4 separate regions of the Mus musculus genome follow, and regions 2, 3 and 4 are each linked to region 1. Evidence: chromatin contacts called from public Hi-C data. All regions are on one chromosome and are shown on one strand. The core of a region is the stretch at or near the end of the contact, and the rest is flanking DNA. Distances in the headings are between cores, read along the strand shown. Region 1 overlaps Gm30235 (a long non-coding RNA gene). Region 2 holds the start of Foxo1 (forkhead box O1). Region 3 has its middle 90 kb from the start of Gm38537. Region 4 has its middle 66 kb from the start of Gm38537.

Region 1 (3,027 bases), core at 357-2,856:
ATGGATTACACAGACAGTATGGATGGAAATAGGATGGGGATTTTCAGAAAAGGTTCTTGGAGCTCGGCATAGGCACACAGGACCTGGAAACAGTATGACGGCAAAGCAGAAAGTTCAGGGAAATAGAGAGACAGTAAAGGAGTGCTTTGAACCATGTTACAGTCTTGGCCCATCACAGATGGGTTAGGAGGAGGAAGAATATTGGTGCCTTTAGGAATTAGGACTGGCCTACACATGAAAGCCAGCAAGAGTACAGGAACCCCAGTCCTGTAAGTGTAAGGCAGAAATCTGTCCACAAACCAAACACCAGATTCTCCCTTGAAGGCCACAGAAAGAATCAACCTTCTGTCACCTGGATTTTTGGTCTGGCTCACAATAGAAAATGGACCTACAGGGCTCCTCTCTAGCTGTCTGCCCTCCCCCATCTCAGAAGCCAATGAATGGGCCACTTCCTTCACTCAAATGAACTTTAGTTCATCTGTTGCGAATTAACTAGTCCTGCTTACTCCAGCCCCATCAAAACTCCACTCCCTGGACTGTCAGCTTTAACTCACTTCTTGCATTAACCTATTTCTCCTTGAAAGGCTTGGTACTTAGGCGAAAATGATTTTATGAGATGACCTGGATAGCATGGGCAATAATAGTGAACCCTAACGAAAATAGATTGCATAATTAGGGGGTACTAATGGAAGATGGAGATGGGAAAATATGGAGAAGTATAGTAGGAGGGGTGTAATATCTGATGAATGGGTGACTATGTTATAATAAAAGCATGACAACTCTGGCATTGAGAGAAAAGTGTGTGTGTGTGTGTGTTCGTGTGTGTATGCACGAGCATGGGACAGTGTGGAAGATGACAGGGTATAGACATTCCCACCTAAGGACTCACAGAGCTTCACTCAGTCATTTTGGGGGGGGGGGGAGTTGAGACATGGCTTCTCTGTGTAGCCCTGGCTGTCCTGGAACTCACTCTGTAGACCAGGCTGGCCTCGAACTCAGAAATTCACCTGCCTCTGCCTCTCAAGTGCTGGAATTAAAGGCATGTGCCACCACGCCCGGCTTCACTCAATCTTGATTATCATGCTCAATACTGTGTCTCAGTGATAATTCCCCCAACAGGTGGATTAGCAGTGGACTGACTCATCTCAGAGCAGGAAGACACCTGCCACTCACTGACTCTGCTCCATGGACTGCCAGCTCTGAGGGATCTCTGCCCCTTGGCTTACCGGGCATAAAGCAAAGGACTGCTGAGGAACACTCAGGTAGAGGATGGCATGGGGAGGGACAAGGACAAAGTTCCCACAGCTTTCTTAGACCTCACAAAGTAGCAGGAGGAGTGCCTGCAGGACAGCCACACTGAAGGCTCTCCTTGTGTAGCTCGCTTATTGTTAGAGTTTGATTTTCCGCCAAGTCTTCATATTTCTTCCTTGTCAGCAGCTCAGTGCCAGACAATAGGGAAAACAGTTCTTTTGGCCTCTCCTGCACTTTAGCCCAGAGAAGAATGGCTTTTGAAGTTGAACTTGAATGGTCTCCTTACCTTATTTGCCCTGACCCGGAGTTGCACTGGGCTAGCTAGCAAGGAATCTAGAACATGGGCATGGAAACTCTGTGTTTACGAGATGAGCCCAGAGCTTCCACACTCCCTGAGTCACACCCTGGAGTGGTGATTTAGTACGGGTGTGGGAGGGAGGCACGTTGTCAACTCGACAACCACCTTTTTGAGTTGAGAATTTTTATCCAAACTTGCAAGCCCCTGCCTAAGCCTTGAGAGTTTATTTTCTCTTGGAAAATGTCTGGATCATTTTTTTCCTCCTTCCTGCAAGAAGAGACGACTAAGAGATGACAGGTTTTCTTGGATCTGAGTTCACTGTTGGAATTTTTTTTTCTGAGTCTAGTGCCAAAAAGTTCTGCAATTTGCTGAATAAATTTTTCTGAAGTTAGACTGGGGTGGATAATTGGGAGCGAGCTGCTGGGGTTGTTGGGCTGTGGTGGCTCTGCCCTTCTGGGAACATGGGTTCCTCCCTTCCCAGCCAGAGTTCCTAGGCAAGCTGACCATTCTGAACACCAGGGTCTGGTTCACAACTGTTCAAACTGCCTGTTCCCAGATGCCGAGATGCCGTCACCCTGAGCAGCCATGGGGTTTCCTCCTATCTGTCAGTAAGATGGGCAAGGACTTATTTTTATGGCGTTACTCCTTAATGCTTTTTCTATGGCTCTCAGGAAAACCTATACAGAACTCAAGTCTTATGCGGCCCCAAGAGCTGCATGGTCAGCAAAAATGGCCAATAACGTGCCTGTGTCACAGTGGGCATTTCAGCCTAAAATGAGCTCTCTGCAGGCTGAGGAGGGCTCAGTGGTGAGGGGTGCTTGCTGTTCTTGCCGAGGACCCTGATTCTGTAGCCAGCACTCATCTGGAGTTCACAGCTGCCTGTAACCCAGTTCATCTGTCCTGCCCAAACTCCTGCGGACATGTGTTACACATAAACTCAGGCCCACACACAGACTCGGAATGATGATGATGATGGTGGTGGTGATGATGATGATGGTGATATTTTTTAAAGGAGAAAAATAAATAATCTGTCTGGGTTCCCCTGCCTTTGTGGATTGGAATGAGAGCATCATCTTGCAGGTGCTACTTAGAAGCCCAGAAAAGGCCATGAAATTATATTTCACCACAGAAAATGGCTTCTCTATAAAGTTTTTACAGAACATGGCTCTCTCAATTAATATGCACAAAGTTTTCCTTAGCTCAAGTTCATTTGTGCTTAGGTGGGCATTAGGACTTCATAGCATCATTAATTAACACCGAAAGCATTGCTTGATACCCATATAACATGAACTCTAATTAAAGGCCCTGGGATAAGTGATATGCAGTCCCATCAGGAAGAGCCTAGGGAAGGCGGCCTCCCCTGAGGTAAACTTGTGTTTTGATGCTTCTTTCTCTTGGTCTAACCGTAACCCAGCCTCTGAGTGTAAGCTTCTGGAATGAAGGCTTCCCCACACAGCGTCTGGTGGGAGAGATGGTTG
Region 2 (3,027 bases), core at 232-2,731, 420 kb before region 1:
GCTTAGGCTCATCCATTTACTCGAGTCTCCCAGCGGTTGTCAAAGCCAAATTTTGTAGTCAAGGTGAAGAGACAGTTAACCAAACTGTCCTCGGCACCTCTGGTTCAGGATCGCCACTCAAAACTTTTATCAGTAGGCAGCCGTTTCAGAAAAAGGGATTATGAATAGGGGAATAGGGGCCTGGATTAGCGAGACGTTAGAGACAAAGTGGAAGGAGTAAGAAGGCTGGTTTTCTTTTGGAGTCTCATTTTACATAGAAAAACTCCACGTAAGAAAGAAGAGCGAAGTACAACCGCAACAAGACATTTGGAGCTGCGTTTTTGGACATATTTAAAGCCCTAATATGCATCTTCAATTCTAAAGCATCCTAGCCAATAAAAGAAAATGCCACCCATATTTCTTTTTTTTTAAAAAAGAAAGCAAATCAGAGGATCAAGCGAGGGAACATTTTCTTCTATTCTGTAAGGCAAAAAGAACCACTGTCTTTCTACCTTTGGCTCCGCCGGACGTGTGTTAGATACGCGGGTCTGGGAGCTCACTCTGTGAGTTTAAAGAACTGAGGGGCGGAGCTGTGCCCCAACACTTGGGGCTTATCTCCTTTTGCGACTTCAACACCTCATCGCTTCCATGCTAAATAAAAAAGAAATAAGCAAGCAGTTAAACTTAATTAGGGGTAATAAAGTGACAAAGTTGTCTCTAAGCGCTCCTCTGACTCTTTAGCCACCACACCGGTCCTCAGGAAAAAGTGAGATTCCCGTGGCAGAAAAGCGGTTCCCATAGAAGACGTCGGATCTGAGGCGCTACTGGAGCTAGGTGCTTGTGCAACAGTGTTCTCCCCGCGCCGCACCTCTCTGGGGTTCAGGATGAGTGGAGGCTGGGGGCTGGACCGAGCCGCAGAGGCTCGTCTTGCAGGTGTGCACAGGTAGGGTGGGAAGCGGTTACTCCGGAGCCGCAGAGCGACGGGTCTTCACCGAAGGATCTGCGCGCCTGGGGCGGCCAGGGCAGATGCCAGCTTAAGAAAACATTCCTCCAAAACAAACCCCACCGACTTCCCGAGAGCTGCGCGAAGACGCGTGGGCGGAGCGGGCTTGAGTGGAATCCACGAGGCGCCCCACCGCCCACGTCGCGTCCGGGAGCGCGCAGCGGCCCCGCGCCATCCCGGGAGTCAGGGTCTGGGCTCTGCCTGGAGTACTCGATTGCACTCTGTAGTAAACAAAAGTATGGTAGCCGCCTCCACGCCGGTTTGCCTCCTAGCAATCCGATCGCTGAGACGCCAGAGACTCAGAAACACTTGAGAATTACAGAAAATAATAACGGAGATTGGAAAAAAAAAAAAAAGTGTGTGAGAAAGAAAAATACCCCACCGCCCCCCACCAACCTACTGCCGCCTCCCGAGGGAAGGCAGCGCCCGCCCAGGCCCGCGTTCATTGGCTGCTTCGGCGGAGACTTCGCGCGTCCATTGGCCGCGCAGCCTGTCAGTCAGGGGCGGGGCGGCGCGCGCGCCGCCGCGGGCGGGGAGCCCGCTGCAGATCCCGTAAGACGGGAGTCTGCGGAGTCGCTTCAGTCCCCGCCGCCGCCACATTCAACAGGCAGCAGCGCCGCTGTCGCGCGGCCGCGGAGAGCTAGAGCGGCCCGCAGCGTCCGCCCGTCTGCCTTGGCGTCCGCGGCCCTTGTCAGCGGGAGCGCGGTGCCCGAGCTGCCGGGCTCCGCGGCCTGGTCGGTGCCCCGTCCTAGGCACGAACTCGGAGGCTCCTTAGACACCGGTGACCCAGCGAAGTTAAGTTCTGGGCGCGTCCGTCCGCTGCGCCCCGCCGCGCCTGACTCCGGCGTGCGTCCGCCGTCCGCGGCCCCCCAATCTCGGAGCGACACTCGGGTCGCCCGCTCCGCGCCCCCGGTGGCCGCGTCTCCCGGTACTTCTCTGCTGGTGGGGGAGGGGCGGGGGCACCATGGCCGAAGCGCCCCAGGTGGTGGAGACCGACCCGGACTTCGAGCCGCTGCCCCGGCAGCGCTCCTGTACCTGGCCGCTGCCCAGGCCGGAGTTTAACCAGTCCAACTCGACCACCTCCAGTCCGGCGCCGTCGGGCGGCGCGGCCGCCAACCCCGACGCCGCGGCGAGCCTGGCCTCGGCGTCCGCTGTCAGCACCGACTTTATGAGCAACCTGAGCCTGCTGGAGGAGAGTGAGGACTTCGCGCGGGCGCCAGGCTGCGTGGCCGTGGCGGCGGCGGCTGCGGCCAGCAGGGGCCTGTGCGGGGACTTCCAGGGCCCCGAGGCGGGCTGCGTGCACCCAGCGCCGCCACAGCCCCCACCGACCGGGCCGCTGTCGCAGCCCCCACCCGTGCCTCCCTCCGCTGCCGCCGCCGCGGGGCCACTCGCGGGACAGCCGCGCAAGACCAGCTCGTCGCGCCGCAACGCGTGGGGCAACCTGTCGTACGCCGACCTCATCACCAAGGCCATCGAGAGCTCAGCCGAGAAGAGGCTCACCCTGTCGCAGATCTACGAGTGGATGGTGAAGAGCGTGCCCTACTTCAAGGATAAGGGCGACAGCAACAGCTCGGCGGGCTGGAAGGTGAACGGCCTCTGGGCGGCCCTGGGGGGTGGGGTGGGGATGTGTTGGGGCCGGCGGAGGGTCGGCAGTGTGGGTGTTCGGGGCCCGGAAATGATGGGCGCACGGAGAGAGCGGGGCGAGAAATGGCAGGTGTGGCGGGGGCTTCCCGGAGACCCAGAGCCAAATTTGGACCAGGTGCAGGCGAGGGACTTCTAGAGAGACCCGGGCAGGGCTCGTTTGGGAACTTAAGTGAAATGGCAGAGCAGGCGTGAAAGTTAGCTTAGTTGTTGGAGCGAGGGGTTCGCTTCCAAGGTCCCTCTCCATTTGACACTCCAGACCTCCTGCGAGGGGGTCGGGCGACTCCTCCACCCACACGCGCACCCACTCTCCCGACCCTCGGCCGCCAAGGTTTCCCCGGGACCCGACCGCGGAGGTGCGGGGCGCACTGGAGACATCCCCCACCCCCACGCGCGCGCACGCA
Region 3 (3,027 bases), core at 209-2,708, 310 kb before region 1:
ACATCAAGTCTTTGTGAGGCTAGACGCATCCTCTCCCACTGAGGCCAGACAAGGAAGCCCCGCTAAAACATATCCCACGCACAGACAACAGCTTTTGGGATAGCGCTCATTCCAGTTGTTCAGGACCCACATGAAGACCAAGGTGCACATCTGCTATATATGTGTAGGCACCCTAGGTCCCTAAAAATGACATCTGTGAACACAACATCTATGTATGTTCTTTGGTTTTTGGCTCAGTCTCTGAGAGCCTCAAGAGTCCAAGTTAGTTGATTCTATTGGTCTTCCTGTGAAGTTCCTATCTCCTTAGGGTCTGCAATCCTTCCTCCTATTCTTCCATAAGAGTCCCTAAGCTCCATCTATTGTTTGGCTGTGGGTGTATGCCTCTGTCTGAGTCAGTTGGTGGGTCAGGCCTCTCAGAGGAGTCACCCAGGACATGATGGGAAATCCACCAGTGGCCCGATCCTCAAAAAGAATGAGTCTTGTCTCCAGTAAGTATCCACTGCCAATAGCTCCTAGTAAGAGATGGAGATCATCTGGAAATCATCGTCTCCATCTATGCAGATGCTTTGCTGACTTGGTCTTCTATAGATCTTGTGCAGATCACTGTAACTGCCGTGGGACTATGATTGACATTGCCACTTTATGTCTGAAAGACGACTTTTCACAGCTCTCCTCCCTATCCTACAGCTCTTAGACGCTTCTTTCTTTTTTTAAAGGATTTATTTATTTTTATTTTTACTGGTGTGGGAATTTTGCCTATATGTGAGTCTGTTCATATCTCTGCATAGCACCCATGGAGGTCAGAAGACTGTGTCAGATCACCTCGACCTGTGAGCTGCCATTGGGTGCTGCGAACAGAACCTGAGTCCTCTGCGAGAGTAGCCAGGGTTCATCACCACCACTGAGCCATCTCTCCAACCCTCAGCTCTTCCATTTTTTTTTCTGCCTCCTTGTCTGTGGTGTCCCCTGAGCCTTGATTGTGTTGGGTTCACACAGCTGTGCTGTTTAGAACTGAACTCAGCATCTTCAATTTTTAACCATTTTGGCGGTTAGTATCATCTACTTGTTTGCAATTTCTATAAGGAGTTGCTTTAGTTTTTCTGGAACTCCATGACTCTAGAGTTGCTCATTATTATAGTCTTGGAGAAGTGTCTAGGAGGTAGGTACTCTTTGACTGAACAGGACGAGCAGCTTTCGTGATGCTGAGCTCTTCTGACGCCTGTGTGAATGCATTGGCACTGGTGGCTTTCGACCACCCAGCCAGCTGCCCCGGAGACTGAACTAAGGAGCTCGGATAGTTTCAGCCCTGCTAGGCCTGTGATGCTGTAGTTCAGACAACTGGCCCCTACTCCCCATTTTTTTAAATTTTTTTTATTGCTTCTCTTGAGTCATGAAATGTCAGAGCTCATTAATTCTGCTTGATCTTTTTGCAGATGAATAGCACGGAGTGCCTCAAAGGCTCTAAGAATTACCCAGAACTTCTGATCCCTGTCCAGGCATTTCCTGGCCTGCCTGCTCCTGGCTACGTTGTATATATGTTTCTGTTTTCTTTGAGGTTATCTGGCCCAAAGTGCCTGGCTGTTCATATCTTAATGGTGCAATGTAGGATGATATAATGCTTTTTAGCTGTTTCATTGTGAATTTACTCCAGATAATTTTTGTTTAATCACAACAATATTTTTCTGAGTTGCCAAGCAACTTAGTGATGGCGTTTCAGATGTTTTTGTAGCCAACAGAATAGAAGGGTTCCTTTCCTTCCAGCATGAATTTCCTTCCCTGGGCCTTTGATTTGTGCTTGTGTCTAAGAATCAAATAGGCATAGAGAAAATCATGGTAGGCAAAGGGAATTTAAGATAGAAAAAGAAACAGAAACAGAAATATGTATTTGACCCTGTACTTGGTGAGAAAACTGATCACTTAAAACTCAACATAGCTGTCTCTTGTGAGACTAGGCCGGGGCCTAGCAAACACATAAGTGGACGCTCACAGTCAGCTATTGGATGGAGCACAGGGCCCCCAATGAAGGAGCTAGAGAAAGTATCCAAGGAGCTAAAGAGATCTGCAACCCTGTAGGTGGAACAACATTATGAACTAACCAGTACCCCCAGAGCTCTCGACTCTAGCTGCATATGTATCAAAAGATGGCCTAGTTGGCCATCACTGGAAAGAGAGGCCCATCGGACACACAAACTTTATATGCCCCAGTACAGGGGAACGCCAGGACCAAAAAGTGGGAATGGGTGGGTAGGGGAGTGGGGGGGAGGGTATGGGGGACTTTTGGGATAGCATTGGAAATGTAATTGAGGAAAATATGTAATAAAAAAAATTTAAAAAAAAACCACTCAACATAGACCTGGCCAACTGGAAGAGGAAATATGTTTAATTAGGACAAAAGACAAGAGGAAGAGATTGCAAACACCAAGTTATTCCGGTAGGTAAAACACTCCACAGCTGAGAGAGGGTCATTGGGAACTTGGGTGAGCTGGCAAAGTCACACACACACTAGTTAAAGTGGTTACGTTAAAGTTTAGTTAAGGTTAAAGTGGGAGGGTTCAGCCCCCCCCCCAACCCCCTCAGTCTTCAGCGTCCCTTTTACAACCTGAGCAATCCTTCCTGGAAACGGAAGAGGACACTTTGAGCAGCTAAAGAAAATCCGGGAAATGAGTCCTGAAGGGAGACTGCCAACATGATCTAGTTGGATTGGGTCACCATGTTTCTTGTCCCATCTCGGGATACTTTCATGCTTTCTGATACAATTGTTGCTGTTTTCCGAGTGCCAGGTGTTGCTTTCTTCCATTGCCTTGCTCCCCTCCCCACTCCACCATGGCCTCTCTTACTGCATCTTCTTATGATGTTCCTCATTTTCATTTACTTCCTACAGTGCTGTGACCCATGAGTATACCTTGTCCTAAAAGAGAACCAGGACCATCTTAAAGTCACTGCTTTCATGGCGGTCCTTTCCCCCCCTTCACTGAGACTCTTTCTGCCCGCCTCTGCTTTCCTGGCCCCTCCCCCCCTTCCCTGATG
Region 4 (3,027 bases), core at 214-2,713, 280 kb before region 1:
ATTCAACAACACCCTCCTTACTCCCCATGCCAGTTCTGTTTGTTTTTTGTTGTCACAGGTGCATAGTTTTACTTCCGGTGCCCAGCCTGTCTGATCTATAACCTGGGTCACCTTTTCCCTACCCTCATACCACTGGCTCAGACTCCGTGCTTCAGCTTCTTCTCTCACTCAGTCAGGTCTTCTAGAGGATTCCAAACACTGCCTGTCTCTGCAGTGTGGCCTGAGTTAACGTACAGACAGAATTAGGAATGCTCTTCTCTCCCTCAGAATTGTCCTCGTCCTCATTTTCAACATCTTGAAACTGGCTGGGATGCTCGCCCCCCCCCTCCCCCAAGCCTCTCACCCTATAATCTAGCCATGGGTTTGTTCTTATTACTGTCGGTTTGGGCTTCTGTTTTCCCCTCTACCTGCCTTCCCTAGCTATGGAAATCCGACCCTTCATTCAGTAACAAACACAAGAGCCACCTCTTCCAGGAAGCCCTCTGGGAAGCCTCCTAAGAGAAGTCAGTTGCTTGGTCTTCTGTCCCCTCAGCCCTTCCTCGGCATCTTCAGGCATCAGTCAGGCGTGTGTTGGTCTGGCCACTCTGCTGGCTGCCAGATCAGAGGACAGGAGTGCTGCTCTCATCTCCAGTGTCAACAGATTGGCTCTTAACTTGCCCCAGGCCTGGGCTTATCTGATAGCCTTGTGGCCTCAGTTCGGAGATGTCCTGCAGTCCTTAGTCGCCCCCCCCCCCCCACCTTCCAACGCACCACCCCCCCTACCCCTTCAGAGGGTGTCGAGGTTTCCCTAGAAACTGCCACTTCAAAGCCACAAAGGAAAAACAAAAATCTAGCTAAATCAGGCAAGGCGGCTTCCTTCCGAGGATGCCTTCCTGTGCTCCTGCACCTGTGCGTGGCCTCCGGTCAGATTTTGACACGAACCAGCAGTTGCACTCAGAATCACCCAGGGGAGGTAAGGGTGCCCAGAGCAGGTCGACAGAGAGCTGACTTCTGCCCCCAGCCCCTCTTGGGAGTCCTGACTGGAATGGTTCCCTTCTTAACTGCCTTGAGGGTGTATGGTAGTTCTGCCACCTGGAGGGTGTGTCTTTCCCTATAGGCCAGAAACACTTTAAATCCTCACTCTGCCCTCTAGAGTGACCTGGTGCTTAATTTTCAATTTTTTTTTTTTTTTTTTTTTAGCGTTGATGGGGCTAGAATAATCCAGGGCTGACAGTTCTGCCCCCGACCTACCTCTGCAGGCTACAGGCTTTCTTTTCTACTTTTAAATTTTCCAGGTGCCCCGGGTTGCTCTTCCCAGTGGGAGTCCTGCCTTAAATCCTAGGCCATTTGCATTTTCTCAAGGACCCTTTGTGGCAGGTAGGTCCTCGCCTCTTGCAAATGACCTTGAATAACACTGCCCTCTGCACTCTTTCTGGCAGCCACAGGAAGAACGTCCTGCCCGCTGTGAGTCTGGGGCCTTGGAGAGCAGGGCAGGGAAAACAAACAGCCTGTCCTTATTCGTCCATTACTGCAGACCAGTGGATTGGGCATTTAGGATTTAGATTTGCAATTTGTGAATTGATTAAACGAGGAGACTTTACCGAGTGGCTCCCAAGGGCGCAAGTCTTTCATGCCTCTTTCACAGATGAAGAATCTGAGTTATGACAAAGTTTGGCGCACTCAACTCCCAACCAGACTCCCCCTATGGGCTCTTTATTCGCGCTGAATCACGGGCCTGACTGTCGCCCAGAGCAGAGAGGGCGTCGCCTGTGGCTGGCGGATTTTTACTGCTTCCTTTTCATACTTCTGTCACCTCTGTCTGATCTCAGTCCTTGCCTGGCCACTCCTGCGTGCCCCACAAACTTGGAAAACCGCTGCCCTTTTCTCAGCCATTAGCTAGCAGGAGAGAGGCGTGCTTCCCGATTGAGGGCGGCAGCCGTGATGGGGTGGGGATGGGGCCGCTGAGAGGTAGCCTCCGTTCATCAGGCCTGAGCCCACCGGCTCCCTCACCAGGCCTGCATCTCTTGGGTCTGGTGAAAAGAGAAGGGGGTGGGGGTGGGCGTGGAGCCCTCCTGGGAGGCCGATCCAGGGGCTTTCTCTGCCTTAGCGCTGTTGTCTGGGCTTGCCAAGTCCCACGAGTTGGCAAACTCTCGGAGAAGTGCTTTCAAAGCCGGCCTTCGCCCTCCTTGGCAGATGCCTCAAAGCTGTCTTGCTTTGCTCTGCCTGTGCCTGGGAGTCTGTACAGGGCATTTGTTCACACGCCTCAGTGGGGACATCCCTGGAAGAGGCTCACAGGCACAGTGGGAGCTCAGCTGGATGACCCTTGAGGCAGGACCACTTGGGTGGGCGTCAGGAACTGGGGCCAGGTGGCTTGGGAGGGGCAGAACGCCAGAATGGGCGAGGGAGGTGCTAGAAGTGTTCGCTCTCCTCGGGAATAGCGTTTAAGGACTGGGAAGCATTGCCAAATAGTTAACTTTTAGAAGCTGTAGGCAGGGCACTGAAACTTTTTCTATTTCTGTTTTACTTTAGTTATCCTGTTTGATGCAAAATCATAAATATCCCAGGACATAGAAATGAGTCCTCGGGACCAGACAGAATCGAAGATGGCCTTGGAATTTACTGGCCTCAAAACGTTTTTCTAAAGTTTCATTTCTGGACGTTCACAAAACTTTAAAAGTGAGGCTCTTTGAAAAAGCCAAGCACAGGTGTGGCACCTTTAATCCCAGCACTCAGGAGACAGAGGCAGGGGTCTCTGTGAGTTCCGAGGCTGTTCTAGGTTACAGTGAGTTCCAGGGCAAACAGAGCTATATAGTGAGAATCCTGTCTTAAACAACAGATAGATAGATAGATAGATAGATAGGCTGGCTGTTCCATGTTACAGTGAGTTCCAGGGCAAACAGAGCTACATAGTGAGAATCCTGTCTTGAACAACAGATAGATAGATAGATAGATAGATAGATAGATAGATAGATAGATAGATAGGCAGATTAATAGGTAGATAGATGGTCGGAAGATTATCTGATGCTTATGTGAACAGAGCCCATCCCA

What was found. A called contact is a pair of places that touch in the nucleus more often than the background predicts.
Region 2: a Hi-C map of uterus shows a contact between it and region 1, with 4 times the contacts expected there. The contact joins the promoter of Foxo1 here to the enhancer-like site in region 1. A contact is called at or near these places in 13 of 39 promoter capture datasets (the 3T3-L1 cell line, 3T3-L1-derived adipocytes, the HPC-7 cell line and 8 more), 3 of 15 datasets of contacts at CTCF or cohesin (the NIH/3T3 cell line, embryonic stem cells and large pre-B cells), 15 of 484 Hi-C or Micro-C datasets (the C2C12 cell line, cerebral cortex, embryonic fibroblasts and 6 more), 29 of 115 datasets of contacts at active chromatin or transcription factors (the 230-238 cell line, the SCID.adh cell line, T-cell acute lymphoblastic leukemia and 20 more) and 4 of 9 other capture datasets (adipose tissue, embryonic stem cells, liver and 1 more).
Region 3: a Hi-C map of uterus shows a contact between it and region 1, with 4 times the contacts expected there. The contact joins two enhancer-like sites. A contact is called at or near these places in 3 of 484 Hi-C or Micro-C datasets (bone marrow-derived macrophages and uterus).
Region 4: a Hi-C map of uterus shows a contact between it and region 1. The contact joins two enhancer-like sites. A contact is called at or near these places in 1 of 15 datasets of contacts at CTCF or cohesin (the NIH/3T3 cell line), 6 of 484 Hi-C or Micro-C datasets (embryonic fibroblasts, epidermal suprabasal cells, muscle stem cells and 2 more) and 2 of 115 datasets of contacts at active chromatin or transcription factors (T-cell acute lymphoblastic leukemia and memory CD8 T cells).

Annotation. Positions count from the first base shown.
Region 1 is chr3:52,684,350-52,687,376 of GRCm38.p6, forward strand. It overlaps Gm30235 (a long non-coding RNA gene), which reads left to right. Exons shown (of 4, transcript XR_867280.1): 3 at 1,120-1,262. Among named protein-coding and RNA genes, the nearest start is that of Gm30235, 36 kb to the left of the region's middle. Within about 2 kb of position 1,607, at least 76 of the 459 cell types and tissues checked have an H3K27ac peak or open chromatin away from gene starts, as enhancers often do. A contact at or near this core is called in the C2C12 cell line, adipose tissue, embryonic fibroblasts and 5 more, where this site is marked.
Region 2 is chr3:52,266,856-52,269,882 of GRCm38.p6, forward strand. Foxo1 (forkhead box O1) reads left to right here and starts at 1,482. Exons shown (of 3, transcript NM_019739.3): 1 at 1,482-2,567. The coding sequence starts at 1,947.
Region 3 is chr3:52,375,728-52,378,754 of GRCm38.p6, forward strand. No RefSeq gene overlaps it. Among named protein-coding and RNA genes, the nearest start is that of Gm38537, 90 kb to the right of the region's middle. Within about 2 kb of position 1,459, at least 8 of the 459 cell types and tissues checked have an H3K27ac peak or open chromatin away from gene starts, as enhancers often do. A contact at or near this core is called in uterus, where this site is marked.
Region 4 is chr3:52,399,563-52,402,589 of GRCm38.p6, forward strand. No RefSeq gene overlaps it. Among named protein-coding and RNA genes, the nearest start is that of Gm38537, 66 kb to the right of the region's middle. Within about 2 kb of position 1,464, at least 211 of the 459 cell types and tissues checked have an H3K27ac peak or open chromatin away from gene starts, as enhancers often do. A contact at or near this core is called in embryonic fibroblasts, muscle stem cells, myocytes and 1 more, where this site is marked.